Regions from separate parts of the Mus musculus genome. Here all the other regions are linked to region 3. The links are chromatin contacts, called in public ChIA-PET and HiChIP or PLAC-seq maps. All regions are on one chromosome and are shown on one strand. Each heading gives the region's core, a stretch centred on a gene start, on an enhancer-like site or on the middle of the called end of the contact. The rest is flanking DNA. Distances are from core to core; before and after follow the strand shown.

The links. ChIA-PET counts read pairs in DNA pulled down with a chosen protein or histone mark. HiChIP or PLAC-seq counts read pairs in DNA pulled down with a chosen protein or histone mark.
Region 1: a contact with region 3 is called in an RNA polymerase II ChIA-PET map of memory CD8 T cells, with 5 read pairs. The contact joins the enhancer-like site here to the promoter of Acsl5 in region 3. A contact is called at or near these places in 3 of 39 promoter capture datasets (the C10 cell line, embryonic stem cells and pre-B cells) and 2 of 115 datasets of contacts at active chromatin or transcription factors (bone marrow-derived macrophages and memory CD8 T cells).
Region 2: an HNF4G HiChIP or PLAC-seq map of pancreatic cancer cells shows a contact between it and region 3. The contact joins the enhancer-like site here to the promoter of Acsl5 in region 3. A contact is called at or near these places in 2 of 39 promoter capture datasets (embryonic stem cells and pre-B cells) and 3 of 115 datasets of contacts at active chromatin or transcription factors (bone marrow-derived macrophages, extraembryonic endoderm stem cells and pancreatic cancer cells).

The regions. Positions count from the first base shown.
Region 1 is chr19:55,913,651-55,918,669 of GRCm38.p6, forward strand. Tcf7l2 (transcription factor 7 like 2, T cell specific, HMG box) reads left to right here. Exons shown (of 15, transcript NM_001331146.1): 9 at 3,704-3,829. Among named protein-coding and RNA genes, the nearest start is that of Gm52391, 22 kb to the right of the region's middle. Within about 2 kb of position 1,366, at least 45 of the 459 cell types and tissues checked have an H3K27ac peak or open chromatin away from gene starts, as enhancers often do. A contact at or near this core is called in memory CD8 T cells, where this site is marked.
Region 2 is chr19:55,859,243-55,864,125 of GRCm38.p6, forward strand. The region is part of intron 5 of Tcf7l2 (transcription factor 7 like 2, T cell specific, HMG box); the gene reads left to right. Among named protein-coding and RNA genes, the nearest start is that of Gm52391, 76 kb to the right of the region's middle. Within about 2 kb of position 3,504, at least 41 of the 459 cell types and tissues checked have an H3K27ac peak or open chromatin away from gene starts, as enhancers often do. A contact at or near this core is called in pancreatic cancer cells, where this site is marked.
Region 3 is chr19:55,251,078-55,255,813 of GRCm38.p6, forward strand. Acsl5 (acyl-CoA synthetase long-chain family member 5) reads left to right here and starts at 2,292. Exons shown (of 22, transcript NM_027976.2): 1 at 2,292-3,089.

The sequences.
Region 1 (5,019 bases), core at 116-2,615, 660 kb after region 3:
AGTGACTGCCAGTTTATTTACAAACTGGTTGGCAGCGATATGTTTAAGTAGTCACTAATTGCCCCTAATGATAGTTTTAGTTTCTGTTCATCCGATTTTCCGTTGAGTTAATTAAATCGGTGGAGGTTTAGACTTTCCTGATGGGCTGAAGCAACCGATCCATTTGGATGATGCCCCCTGATTCAATTAGCACGCACTGCACGGCACGGATGCTGTCCCCCAGCTGGCCTCTGTGGCCAATACAGGGAGCCAAAATGAGAGAAGGGGCTGCAAAGGGCGCCTGGCATGCTTCCTTCCCTGCTTGCAGGAAAACAACTTTTGTCGTGGGACTTGCACCCACTGACAGAAGCATGCCACAGTGTGGCTAGAGTTTCTAGTGAACGCATGAATATCGTGGGGCTTGAAAGACCCATTCCCCACGTGTGATAGATCATCTGGATCTCGGAATCCGCGCCTGTATGAGTTAGGTAGGAAAATGATTTTCTGCAGTCTCTCCGCTGGAGAAAGCAGAAAGGTTACACTCATTAGATAATGTCGTCACAGTCCGTGGAAAGCGTGAGAGCAAACGGGGAACCTCCTGGGAGGAGAGGAGAGGGGCCTGCGTATGATCCCAGCTCCATCCCGGCGTTCACAGGCCGCTTCTGATTCTTTTCCTGCTTGTTTGTTCTGCGTATCCAGAGGTTGAAAGCGATGAAGTAATCGTAGGATGGGGATTGGGGGTTAAGCTTATTGATTGAATTATCATTAGGAGGCTAGCTGATGATTTATAGGTCGCAGAGGGTGGAGGGAAAGAAGGGGGTGGTGGGAAGAAAGGTTGGGGGCTGGCAGTACGGGGCGGGGGGTGGCCGATTCTCCAGGTAGGCCAAATGAAAGGTAGCTAGTTAGAAAGCGTATACAGCAAATTAAATACATTATTGTGGTAATGGGGTGACAGAAGTATAGGTCTATTATACGTATGGCAGTTATAGCGAATGTAGGCAGCTTGCCCTGTTCCAGAACACCCTTTGATATTTATTCTATTCAGCAGCAGGGCCAGGACTTCTCAGAATTAAGTGATGGGTCATTATACTTTAAACACCATGGAGAAGCCTAGATTGGCAATTAAACAGCTCTTGCTGACACTCACTTGTGCCACCCTGTGACCCCCTTTAGATTGAGATGTTGGAGCTCCGGGCCCTCAGCCTGCTAAATTGGGCAAGGCTCTTCTCCTGACGAGAGCAGGCCCTGAAATCTGCCGGCTTCAAAGGGAGCGAGATCATGTATAAACCATAATGTAGGTGCACCGTGGCTCACAAAAAATAAGGCAGGAAGAGATGAAATGTTACAAGTGCGAGGGGGGGCGGTGGTGGTGGTGGCGAGAGAATAATGACGATCCGCACGCGACTCAAAGCAGGACGGCTACACGGGGAAAATGCATCCCACGGCCTGTGCATAAAATCAAGGCCGGCAGATGACGTGCCGCTCACAGAAACGTGTCAACAGTGAGGCAAAGTGAGAGTGAGCATGAGAGAGGCCCCTGAGACAGCCAGAAACAAAAATTAGTTGTCCTTAACAAGTTTAGATTCATCATTATATTCTGGCTTCCAGCCATAAAAGCAGACAGGGGTGTATAATGAGCTGCTTAGAATTTTTTTGAGGGTGTTTTATGAGGCAGTTGTCTGCAGAAAGGGGGTTCGTGGGTGAAGGTGCATGCATCTTGTGTGAAGATGTACAGCTGTTGTGCCTTTTCCACGTGCATCAACGTGTGGAGGTCAAGGGACTCGAGAGCGTGCATTCTTTACCGTGGTACTCAGGTCTGCCTCCACCCCAAAATGAGCTCCAGTCTTGTTGCCTGCCTCCTGTTTGTATGTATACAGAGATCATACGTGCCCACATGGGTTTTTTTTTTTTGTCTTTCTCTCCTTCATGTGTTTGTACACACATTCTTATACTGCAGGAAAAGGAAATGTATGTATTTGAGACTTTGATCGTAAAAAGCTTCTCTCTACCCGCCCTTCATTCAAGGGCTTCCGGTGACTTCTGTTCTTAAGTGGCTTTTGCTCTGTGGGCTGGGAGCAGTGGGAGGAACGGATGTGACATCAGAGCTTAAGGGTTTACGTCCTTTTTTCAGTATTTGGGGGGCCAGGATGTTGGTTTTCTCTCCCCCTCCCCCTCGCACCCCCAACCTCTCTGATTCCTATTAAATCATGTCATTGTTTTCAAACTCCAGTTCTGCCTTAAGTCTGCAGAGGTGGCCAGAGGGTGGGATTTCTGAGTGTTCTCTGTGGATATATTTGTCTCTGTTAAGATACACTGAGCCTATTCATTCTTCAAGTTTTTTTTTGAAATACCTTTTCAAACGAACATTTTTATATTATTTGTTTCTCTGATCCACTTACAGAGGAACTTTGTAAATAAAAACAAGAACCCTTTGAAATCCTCACTGTGATGACATTTCACTGAAACCCCTCTCCTAGAACTCCCAGAACTCATTTCTCAAGAGCAGGATGCTGGTCTGCACTGGCCCCTGGGTGGTGGCTGTCCTCTTCTGGTTTTAGCCTTATTAGAAGGGCAGCCATTGCCTCAATCCAGCCTGGATTTGCCTCACCTGAGCAATCTGTCCTTCTCCTCCTTTGCCCTATTTTTGTACACACTGTGTGCTTCTTCAATTGAGGAGGTCTCTTCCTACCATACAAACCAAACATATCATGAGATGTGACAGCTGTTTGTCCTGTGTAGCTAGCTGATAGTCTCTTCTTGCAACAGTGGGTTTAAAGATCAGCTTTTGTGTCCTGGCAAAATTGTGTGTTGGGAAATGCCATTTCAAGGACTGAAGTGTGTAATGGGGAGCTTTCCCAGAAGTGCGTGCTGTTAGAGGCGCTGTTAACTCCTGATTGTTTTTCCTACGATTACAATTTTTATCATTTATAAGGCTTTTGAATGAGGCACAAATAACCTACTAGGCAACAGTAAGAATATTACTTACTGAGAAAGGGCGTGTAAGTCAGAATTCAGTGCTTCAGTGTGTGTGTGTGTGTGTGTCTCCATTTTTCTAAAAAATGAATGCACACATATTCAAACGCCCGTGACGTAAGATGAGAGTGGCACAGGACTCTCTAGAAGAATATTTCCCTCTCTGCTTCATTCACTCTCTCATACCATGCTCAAACGGTGGGCACAGTAACAAAAGAAAGAATAAAAATTGGATTGCTCTGCATCACCAGAATGAGGCCTAATGAGACATTCAGAACACCGTCAAAGACATGTATGTACATTTCAACCACATTAATATTTTATTTAGCTGTCAATATACAACAAAAGATATCACCTGTTCTTCTAGCGCTGATCAGGGCGCAGGGAATCACCGTCTTTAAGGTGCTGCAGGTTATGACTCAAAATCCAAATGGATGTGTGATTTCTGGCTGGCCGTCCAAGCCTACTTTTCCACCCAAGTACATCCGTTGAATTTGTCTTTTGCTAAAGATGTTAAAAATAGTAATGTCTCATGTCAGTAGCAATAATGAAGGGGAAGACTGGCTTTAATGACATTATGAGAATCATTATGTTTAATTTATCACTAATTAATGCTGACAGGTTTCATATGCCTTGGGTTGCTTTCATGTGAATGTTACTGCGCTTTTTTTTTTTTTAAAGTAGTGTGTACACATCCCTCCTCATTCATTCATTTTGATTCTGACAATTTACACAGCTTTCTGTCCTCTAGGTTCCCTCCCCATATGGTCCCTCCCCATCACACTCTGCACACGACCGGCATCCCTCACCCGGCCATCGTCACACCGACAGTCAAGCAGGAATCCTCCCAGAGTGACGTCGGCTCACTCCACAGCTCGTAAGTGTTACCACGTTGTTTCATCGTGATCTGTGGCCTGTGTGATGAGCTGCCACCATGGCCGCCGTTTGCTGGCTGGCTGGCCAGCCTCTCCTTGCTTTGCTCCTAGGGAGCATCTGGTCCATCCGGAGGAAATGCTCTCTAGCAGGTCTCTCTGATTGTCGCGCTGCTGCTTCAGAGATCTCTGTGGCGTGTGCTTGAGTGGACTGGGGATGGCAGTCACTCTCTGCTAACCCTGGGATGAAACACTGGGGGCTTGCTTGGTTCAGCAAGTGAGACAGAACCCTGAGAAGCTGGGTCCATCACCTTGAACTGGGAAAGTGACCGTTTGAGAAGCAGGAGGAAGTGATTTCAGAAAATCTCAGCAGCCCTGCCTCCCCTTCCAACTGTTGGTGCATGATCTTGGGGGCGGAGGGTGGAGGAGACTGAAAGTGAAAAAGAACTTTTTTTTTCCATTTTTTATTAGGTATTTAGCTCATTTACATTTCCAATGCTATACCAAAAGTCCCCCATACCCACCCACCCCCACTCCCCTACCCACCCACTTCCCCTTTTTGGCCCTGGCGTTCCCCTGTACTGGGGCATATAAAGTTTGCGTGTCCAATGGGCCTCTCTTTCCAGTGATTGAAACTGACACTGGACACAGAGCCCCCAATGGAGAAGCTAGAGAAAGCACCCAAGGAGTTGAAGGGGTCTGCAACCCTATAGGTGGAACAACAATATGAACTAACCAGTACCCCCAGAGCTCATATCTCTAGCTGCATATGTAGCAGAAGATGGCCCAGTCAGCCATCACTGGGAAGAGAGGCCCCTTGGTATTGCAAACTTTATATGCTCCAATACAGGGGAATGCCAGGGCCAAGAAGCAAGAGTGGGTGGGTAGGGGAGCAGGGCAGAGGGAGGGTATAGGGAACTTTCGGGATAGCATTTGAAATGTATATAAAGAAAATATATAATAAAAAAAGAAAGAAAGAAAGAGAGAAAGAAATTTAGAGAAAAAGGAAGGAAGGAAGGAAGGAAGAAAAAAGAAAGAAAGAAAGAAAGAAAGAAAGAAAGAAAGAAAGAAATTTAGAGAAAAAGGAAGGAAGAGAGAGAGAGAGGAAGGAAGGAAGGAAGGAAGGAAGGAAGGAAGGAAGGAAGGAAGGAAGGAAGGGAGAGAGAGAGAGGAAGGAAGAAAGAAAGAAAGAAAG
Region 2 (4,883 bases), core at 2,254-4,753, 610 kb after region 3:
TGGCCTACACAGCTAGGAAGGCTGAGAGGACCTCGTGGCTGCAGTTGGCATGCAGGATGCTCAGGAGGGTAACATTCTTATTTAGTTATAGAATCAAGGACTGGCAGGAGGAGGTGCTGTGATGTCCTTCTGAAGCCTGCCATCTCTATACTTGGGAAGCAATTGTGTTTCAGCCATGGTCAAAGGTAGTTAGGACAGAAGAATTCTCTCCCCACTCCAGGGATCCATCTTATGGTTTATCGACACCTTCATCTGTGAACAGAAGAGCCCTACCCATACTAGCGAAGGCAGTGCACTTTACCCAGAACCACCTAGGACTTTCATAAATCTCGTTTTATTTTTTCTTATGTCAGGGATTGAAACTGAGGCCTTGAACACATTAGACATCCATTGAGCTACATCTCCAGCCAAGAATAATGTTTGAGCAAATATCTGGACGCCTTGTAGTCCTGTCAAACAAACATGTAAAACTGACTAAAGGCACAGAACCAACAGAAGGTACATGTAGTTATATAGACGCGAAAGAGGATTTGTACATGGAGTTGGCTTTCACAGTCCTGAAGGTGAGCGCTTTTGTGGAGCCAGAAGTAAAGTGCAAGCCCCATTCTTGCAGCGTGGTGGATGGATTCAGATTCTCGCAGTAGTGAACAGCTGTCAGCCAGTTTCACTCTGATATTATTTTATGCAAAATGTTTCTGAATGTTTTGGTATTTTTAGGGCTCGTTGTTTTGATTTGTTTGTTTTTAAAAACTGTTTTCCAACTCTTGTTTTTCTGTGTTTCCGTGTGTGTGTGTGTGTGTGTGTGTGTGTGTGTGTGTGTGTGTGTGTGTACACATGTGCGTGTTTTAACTTGCTGGCTTCCATCCTATCACATGAGTTTGACTATCACCCAGCACCTTGTGGAAGGAGATAGGAAGCTCACAAGGAAGTACGATAGTGGAATATGCAAATTCGGTGGACTTTGTGGGTAGCACACTTTGATTATGTTTCCGGCAGCTGTTTATAGATCTGGCTAACACACCGTGCCCTTAGGTGTTAAGCATCTGACCCATCGTCTCCTCCTCCTCTAGTCTGCCTTCTTTATCACCATGCCATATCCTTTTAGTTTAGTCTCCCTTCTCTGGAAGATACCTCCTCCAGAAGCCCACCTGCATCCAGCAGTGTTTCCAAAAGCCAGGGACCCTGCCGAGGATATGTAGCTCCCATCTCCCAGGTCCACTTATTCTGCTTGGCCAGTGCTGCTGTGGCTGTGATGGGAACTCTAGAGGAGAGCAGGGGGCAGGGCAGCTCTACCCAGTGTGTGGCTGGTAGAGACTGGACAAATCTCAAGTGCCTCTCCAACCTCATGCAGGAGAAGGGAGTTCAGTTTTCTAAAGAACATTCCTCTTTTTCTTCTACTGCACTGCTTAGAAGTGCAGCCAGTTCCTGAGCTTGGTCTACGATGTCTGAAGTGCTTGAACTCAGTCTATAATGACTGCTGCTCTGAGCTCAGTCTACAACGACTACAGTGCTTGAACTCAGTCTACAATGACTGCAGTGCTCTGAGCTCATTCTATGATGACTGTAGTGCTTGAGCTCAGTCTACGATGACTGCAGCGCTCTGCACCCAGTTACTGCCTCTCTTCATCCCTCATGCAAACTAGCCTGAGAAAATGAATGTGCAGATCTATAACTGGCAAGGACAGGAGAAGGAGATGGACCCCGTGGCTGGATCCAGGGGCCCCGTGGTTCAGGATTGTTTCCCAGGAGCTCTTTGCTCTGCTGTCCTCCAAGTTGACTTCACTCATGGAAGTTTATTCAAGTCCAAGAAGATCTTACCTTTGCCCCTTCATGTCTGTGACCTTGATTTTGAATTGGCATCTATGTTAAGAGGTTGCAGTGTGGGGGCGTGGGTATATACCTAAAAAAACCTGCCTACTCCTCAAGCTGGGGGAAGCAGCACACTCCACTTAGCTAAGCTGATAGCGTCATAGAGTCAGGTCAGTGTCTCCTAAATAATTTAAGATTTTATTGCTGGGAAACCCAGAAAAGGCTATGGAGCTCAGAACTCTGCTGCTCCCACTCCATCGTTCTTAGTGCCTGCTTGAGCTTCGTGGCCCTCACCTACAAAACCCTCCCTTCCCTTTATATCCATGTCTATGTCCAAAGTTTTATAAGATGTCTATCTCCTAAAATTTTTACGGGGTTTATAAGTTCTTCTATTCTATGGAAATACTAGAAACGAATATCTTAAAGACCTTACAAGGAGAAGCTGGGGTAAGCCTATTAGGTAAAGTAGGGTAAGGTGAGCCCTTCAAGTTCAAAGCAGTTCCCTCATCAAACAGAAGGAACGTGACTGCCAAATTTGGCTCCGAGGTTCCCTAGCTCCTAAGCATGGAAGGAAAGATATCCAGGGTTGTAAGCATGTGAATGCACACACACACTGTGTGTGTGTGTGTTTCTCTCTGTGTGTGGTGTAGTACAGGCCCTGTAAGTGGATAGGTAAGGAGTAAGCTTCTACAGAATGTAACAGAGACTGTACTTAAAGGCAGCCCTTGCTCACTGAATAGCTCCAAGCTCCCTTCCCCAGCCACTTGCTCCTGGGAGTCTTGCTTCTTGTGATAGTAGCTTTGTTAGTCCAACAAAGTGGGGAGATAAGCTGTAAGCCCTCATGTTGCTGGGCTCCTCCCAAAACAACTGGTGCTGTTCCTTGTGCTTCCCTTGAATGCAGCACTCAGGTGGGGCAGGGCTGTTGACAAAGCTAAATGCAAGCACTGTCACTAAAGCCGGGCTGATCCTCCAGGCCAGCTGAAACGTCTATGATTCACTGTTTACCAGTGAGTACTGTGAAGGTCCTACTTCCAGATGCACACATACTTACTGCATAGTAGCAAGCCAGTGCCCTTGCTGGCCCTTAGCTGCCTTTCCTAGACAGGCCCCCAAGCTTCCAGCAGTTGGCTGCCCTTTGTCACCTGGGAAGCTCCGTTTGCCTGTGGATGGTTATTATACCCAACAGAACACAGGGAAGGATGGTGTTCCGATGGCCATGTAGGCCGCTCTAGGGTTGTGGCTTCTCGATCTCTCCTTTGTTTTTCTTGATTTACCTTTCAGAATTATCCATAGTCATCTGGGGTGGACAAGTCTACCCAGTCCATCTTTTGCAGGATTGTTAAAAGATACAGTCACCTTCTTCCTTCTCTTGTTCCCTCTCATGCTGGGGATATACCCCAGGGGCAGAGCTCTTGCTTAGCATGTACAGGTCCCTGGGTTCAATCCCCAGGAGTACCAGCCGACCAACAGCCAAGCTTGAGAAAGTTGGAATGTCTTTTGTCCTTTTGAAGTAGCCCACTCTGAACCTCTAAACTGTTCTTCACACCTCTAAATACTCCCTCTAAATTCTCTACCCTGTTAATGGGGCTGTATGGAACCTCTGACTAGGTGTGTAGGTCTACACAGCAGCCATTTGCCAGAGTTGACTAAACAGTCCATTCTGTCCCTCTACCGTTTACTAGCTGTGTGACCTTGGGCATGCTCCTTAACGTCTCTGAGTCAGCTTCCTCCTCTGTGAAATAGGCAGAACACTCTTACTTCCTGTGGAGGTTGTGAGAATTAAAGGAGTAGCCAGCTCAGCCCTTTCTAGGGGCCTGGATGGAGAAGGCAGTTCTTACCCTGACACTTTTGGGATCAGATACCTGTTGAGCAAACCTCCTTTGAGCATGCTTCGAGAACACATGGGGTGTGCACGGCATGATCCATGAAGTCGCTATTGTGGCTTCTCTCAGAAGGCTATAGTCTAAGGGAGCCAAGGGGGGCGTGGAGGTTAAGACTGGAGCCCCGACAGCTCAAGGGTGAGGGCAGTCATACATAGGTATGTTTCTGTGAGGTGTAAACACCAGCAACCCCGTTAAGTTTATCCTAATAGAAGCTTCAGTAAGGTAAGTTGAGAGAAGGCACAGATAAGTGGCTGGCTGGTTGCTTAGAAGAAGGAGCAACCATATTCATCGGGGGAACGGTGTGGTTAGGGATGGGGATGGCGGGAAGGGGCATCGTAGGAACTCTGCATGAGGAAGTCGCGTTTGAGATGTCCCTCAGGGACCCCATCTGCATGGCAGGGAGGTGTGGAGAATTCTGGGTATGCCTTGGTGACTCGGCCCTCTCTCCTCAAGCCTCACCCTGTCCCCCTTTCTTCCTGGCAGCAGAGCCCCCTCCCTTGCTGCACTCAGGGCCATGCCTGTCCGCACTTCTACACCCCCTCAGACTTCACTGTCAGCACGCAAGTCTTCAGGGACACGAAAAGCAGCCACTCCTTACAAAAGGTTGGGGAGCCCTGGTATCTGGAGGTAGGTCTTGGAGCAGAATGACGGTATGAAGCAAGCCAGCTCTGAACTGAAGCCGCCCATCCAAAGTTTACCTCTCATGAGGGCAGGGCCCACGCATCCACCTCCATCCCTGAATTCTCCTCGGGTTATTCTCATTCCAGGTGCCATACTGTCTGGCCGTGCTGACCACCGCTAGGGAAATCAGAGCCATAAAGTCACCACTTTACAAGAAGAGGGTGGGGCTGGCGCTCAAGTGAATGCTTGATGCCCAGCTGGCCCGTAAAGGCCACGTGACTCAGCGTCACACGCGAGAACGCACACTATTCCATTAAACTTGAACCTAGAAAGTAATTTCCTGGGCTCTTTATGGCTCCTGCTGGAAGGGAAGCTATCACCTCAACTTTGCCATTGCTACTAGCAATTAGCAGTCTATAGTATAGATTTTCTTTTCAAATTCAGGGTGCTGAGGAAGGCCTCCCGCCCCGCACAAGATCCCTGACTAGCAGAGGCAAGCACAGCCCAATGACTCTTCTCACAGATGTTGTTCTCCAAGGACAGGAAGCATTGTTAATTTCCTTTAAATAA
Region 3 (4,736 bases), core at 1,042-3,541:
AGCATTACAGAAGGACCAAACACAGAGCTGGACATCTGTGACCCTGCCTCAGGCCTAGGTTGTCTGCTACCTGATTATAAGGTTTTAGTGTCCTCTTGAATAGGGCTCATTGTCCTCTCCTGAGAAGTAAAATCTTGCCTGGCCTACAGAGCCTCTTATCTCTATGATGATACCTTTGTGGTCTTAATGATTTAGTAACAGTGTAGTGATGCGCACCTTCCACATGGATAGAAGGAAGAAGATAGGCTGAGTCATGAGGCAACAGCCTCTGGTGTCTCACTAGGGGCCAGTAGGGCTGCCTGGTCCCATCACCCCACACTCTCTGGCACTTTGACTTGTCTTTTGACTCACGCTCGGGGGACTTCAGGATATCTCTGTTTCTTTGCTTTGGAATCCTGGAAATATCCTGGCTTTCCTAGAAGGCTCATCTCCAGACACAAACTTCTACTCAGTCCAGATCTTATAGGCACAGCCTGAGCCGATATGGGTGACTTCCCCATTTCCTGAAGTGAAGGTGCACTTTCTCTGCCTTATTGTCTAGTCTAGCCTCTTCCTGTCTCAGACCCATAGATTGGGGGGGGGGGGGGGGAGAAAACTCCTATGCAAAGTCATACGCATGCCTGTCCCTTCCCTGAAGCTGACCTTTAAAAAGTTCCACCCCATTCAATGGCAGCTTTCTGAGCCAATTGCTCTATTTTTTTCTTCCCCCTCTTAAATCCATTGCCTAACAATCTCTTGTTTAACCTTTTGCCAAATTCTCCACTTCTGTCAGAGGTGACTCTGAGTGAGCAGGTAACTTCTACCTTTGCACCTCTATCGAAACAGGTCCAAAGGTTCCAGAGCAGCTGGCAGGACACTCAGAGCAAGATCCGGTGGCTTCAGGTGCGCCTCGTCCTGGAGCGTGGAAAGGCAGAGGCAGCTTCATGTGGTGCTGAACAGAGAGAGCTAGCTGCAAGAGAAGCCATTCCTCAACCTAGCTGCTGTGACCATTCTCAAGAGGTAAGCTGCCTTCTCTGGCCTATGGGCTAGAGGGAGTAGATAGATATGGCGGGGGAGAAAGTGAGTGTGTATTCATCTGTAACCTGACTAAAGCTCTTTCATAACAGGGGTGATAATCTCTCAGCTCACTTGTGTGGGAGGCAAAGAAAGATGTCAATTTGAAAGGAAAACATTTGAGCCACTTGACTCTTAGAAGAGGAAAAAAAAATCAAAAGAATTGGAAGAGAATGTGAGGGTATAAAGCCTTTTGTAAAGGGTAAAGTTGGAGCAAGGATGCAGGTTTCTTTCATCTTCCATTCAGAAATTCTTAAGAGGAGCCACTTAACAATTGTTGATGTCTCCGGAGGGAGGAAGGACTTCCGGGTTGTGACACTCTTAGGGTCTGGAAAGCATCCTAAAGGCAGGGTATGTGGTGACATTAGGAGCATCTCCTATAAGGGGAGTAGTATGCCTAACCCACTAGTATAGCTAGTGGTAGAGCTATAGTTGACCTAGTCTGTCTCTACGGTCTGCTCCATCGTATAGAAATCTTGGGCGATGTCAGAATCCTCCCCATGTGGGAAACATTTAGAGTGTCATTACCATGCGGTGGAACTGGATGGAAAGACAAGACAACAAGATCTTAGAATGACCCAGCCCTTGCTGAAACGGACACTTAATTCTAGAGATCCATGACGTCAAAAACAACAATTAGACTAGTTGGTGTGCTCCTGCTATGGGAGATGGGATAAAACAGGACTTAGAAACCAGAGATAGATATCCTAGATAGACATCTGAGGCTTGGCATGCACTTTCCCACCTGAGGTTTTCCTGGGGGGGGGGGGGACGCCGGGGGGGGGGGGGAGAAAAGTCTCCTGGGAAGCTGAGCTCCAAAATTAAACAAAAGCTAGAGGCACCTCTATCCGTCCTTCCCAAGGGGTCAGACCTGCAGGTCTCTGAGGTGTGGCACCGGTTTGTTTTTCCTGGTCTTTATAGCAGGGGTGGGTGGGTATGGGGTGCTCTCTGCACAAAGAAGGAATCCTAAGGTAGGCTAGCACTCTAGTGAAGTCTTCACCTTGAACTTCCTGTCAATCCTTGGAGGGATCAAGGCCGGGAAAATGCTACTTGATTCTGCGTGTCGTGAGGTTGCAGCGGGAGTGGGGGAGAGGGAGGGGGCAGAACCTGTCATCTCTCTTCCAATTCTGAGACCGAGGTCTCCTTGTGTCCCTGGGAGACCAGAACCTCAAAGGGTGATCGATTAAGACAACTGTGAACCCGGATAATGCTGAGGTGTAAGAGGGGTCACAGAACACATTTCATCCTTAAACTTGGCGGGGTGAGAGCCGGAGCTGAGCTGGTGTGTCTGCGGAAAGGGAGCCACTTCAACTGAATGGCTCTCTGCCCCCGTGGTTCCTGGCTTATTTATCTATTCTGTTGTCTCTGCGAGGTGCAGAGGTGCCTGGCTTTTTGAATCAGGGAGGTCTGGGGACTGGCGAAAGGAGCTACACAGAGAAAGAGACAGTCGTGCTGCATCTAACCTAAGGGCGGAGGTCCCTCTAGCTGGACTTTCCTGTCCTGCGAACGCAGCGGGGAACAACGTCACCTCCGTTTCTCTGGCAATGAACCCAGGGCCACCTCAACTCGTTTTCATTTGGATTTTCATCTTGGAGAAGAGCTAGTGGGACCAGCGGGAGCAGGTGGACTGTGTTGATGCAAAGGTGGCTCGTGTTTCAGCCCCTGGGGATTGAGGTTAAAGGCTTTGAAAACCGGCTAGGGTAGCTTTGGATATCTGTCTCCTCCTAGTCAAAAGCGGTTCCACTTTCAGTTGTGAAGGAGGAGGGAAAAAAAAGCCAAACCAGGAAGTGAAGTCCCCAGCACCAGCATGTCAGAAAGCCCGGCTATGGCCTGGCTGGGACAGATCAGGGCAGGGCAGAAGTGGGGCCACTAGCCAGGCTGCCTGCCTGCCTGCCTGCATGGACGCTCTGAAGTCACCCTGCCCGCGGAGAAGCCCGGGGTGAGGAAGGGAGGACCGAGGCTCTCCTGCCAGCAAGAAGCCGGAGCCAGAAAGCCTCACTCGGAAGCTCCAAGGCGTGCGTGCGGCCCTTCCCAGGGTAAGGGATCTGGAGCCGGGTGTGATCCTAGGACGGGGCTCCTGCACGCGTGACAGAGGCATCCCAAATCCCTCCTCCCTGCCCACTTCAGGAAGCTGCTTGGAATTCAAAGCTTGCTGTGCCTCCACGTGTGCGCGCCATGCTCTCTCTGCCTGGGAGTGGAGGGCTCCTCTGCATCAGGAGGGATGAGGGGAAGGAGGAAGAGGACACAGGGAGGGACTTTCTCTTAAGGGGTGGAATACAAGCAGAGACCTTTTGGCAGACCCGAGCACGTGGCGGCATAGCTCCCTGGGGTGGGCTGGGGGGTGGGGGTGGGGGGTTAACCCTGATTTTCACTGAGTTTTGACTCCCTCTGATGGTAAGAGCTAAGGAATCAGTCCAAAGAGATGGAGATACAGGCCGAATGAAGCTGGGTCTCTTTTCAGAGCTATAAACACTGGTTAGACCTAAGATGCTCTTAAAGGGTTTTGGGAGCCTTGAAAAGGGGCTGCAGGAGCTGGGCTTTGATACCTCCTAGTGGTATCGCCCCTCCCCCTCCCCTTTGACAGTCTAGTCTGAATGGCAGGGTTGAATCTAAACTTCCTACTTACAGTTGATTGGTGCCTTGTAAGAGGCAGGGTCTAAAATAAAATAAAGCATTGGTCAGGTTTAAAAACTGGAGATAGAAGGCAGTGGATTCTGACCCCGCCCTCTGTGTGCACATGGCAGTTATTTCAGGTAATTTTAGAATTCACCTTGGAAGGAACAGTATAAAATCTTGTGAGCATCACTCATGTGTCCGTCTCTACCAATGAAAGGCACAATAGACTAAATAAAACAATAGCTGTAAATGCAGGCGCTTTGAGAAAAGCAGGTAGCTTACTTAGGCAGGCGAAGTAGCTGGTGTATTTATGGGATATTGGTGTTGGAGACACTAGAAAAAATTGCAGCTCCTATAACCCAGAGAAGCATATTCAATTTAATTAAAAAAAATACTGTTCAGATAAACGAAATTTCAGCCAAGCTATATTACAATTTTATTTTATTTTATTTATTTATTTATTTTGAAACTGATTTTTCACTTTACTTCTTAGGCAGGTGGGGCTGGCCATCTGCCTGTCTCAGCTGCCCAAGTGCTGGGGTTATATGCCTGGGTATATGCTAGTTATTTAGGGCAAAGATACCTTCCACAATATCAGTGTGCCTCTGTGCACCTCAGTGCTACCTCACAGTGAAGAGGCACGTCCTGGGACAGTATGCTACAGAAGGGCAGAGAACTGAGTTCACTGCCAGCACATAGTAGATATCATATTTGAGCAAGATGTTGTTTTGAGGTGGGTGACTTCTCTATTTAATGGTTAAAAAAAAGTGTCAGAGAGGTGACACCCTACCTTCCCATGTTCACAAGGCAAGCAGGTTGTCAATTGTATTGGAACTATAAGCAGTCTGATGCTTTCAAAAATAAAACATTTACAGTTTTATTTTTAAAGCCCATCCTTCACTCACTTTTAGGATAAAGCCTTTCTTTGGATAGCCTAAAAATTGAACTTGTAAAAAGATGTTCCTGTGTGACATTCTGGGTACCAGATTGAGCTCATATGGTCATCCTCTCTTTGAGATTTTTTTTTTTTCTGGAACTAGGAATATGAAAATGCTGCTGTCGTTGGG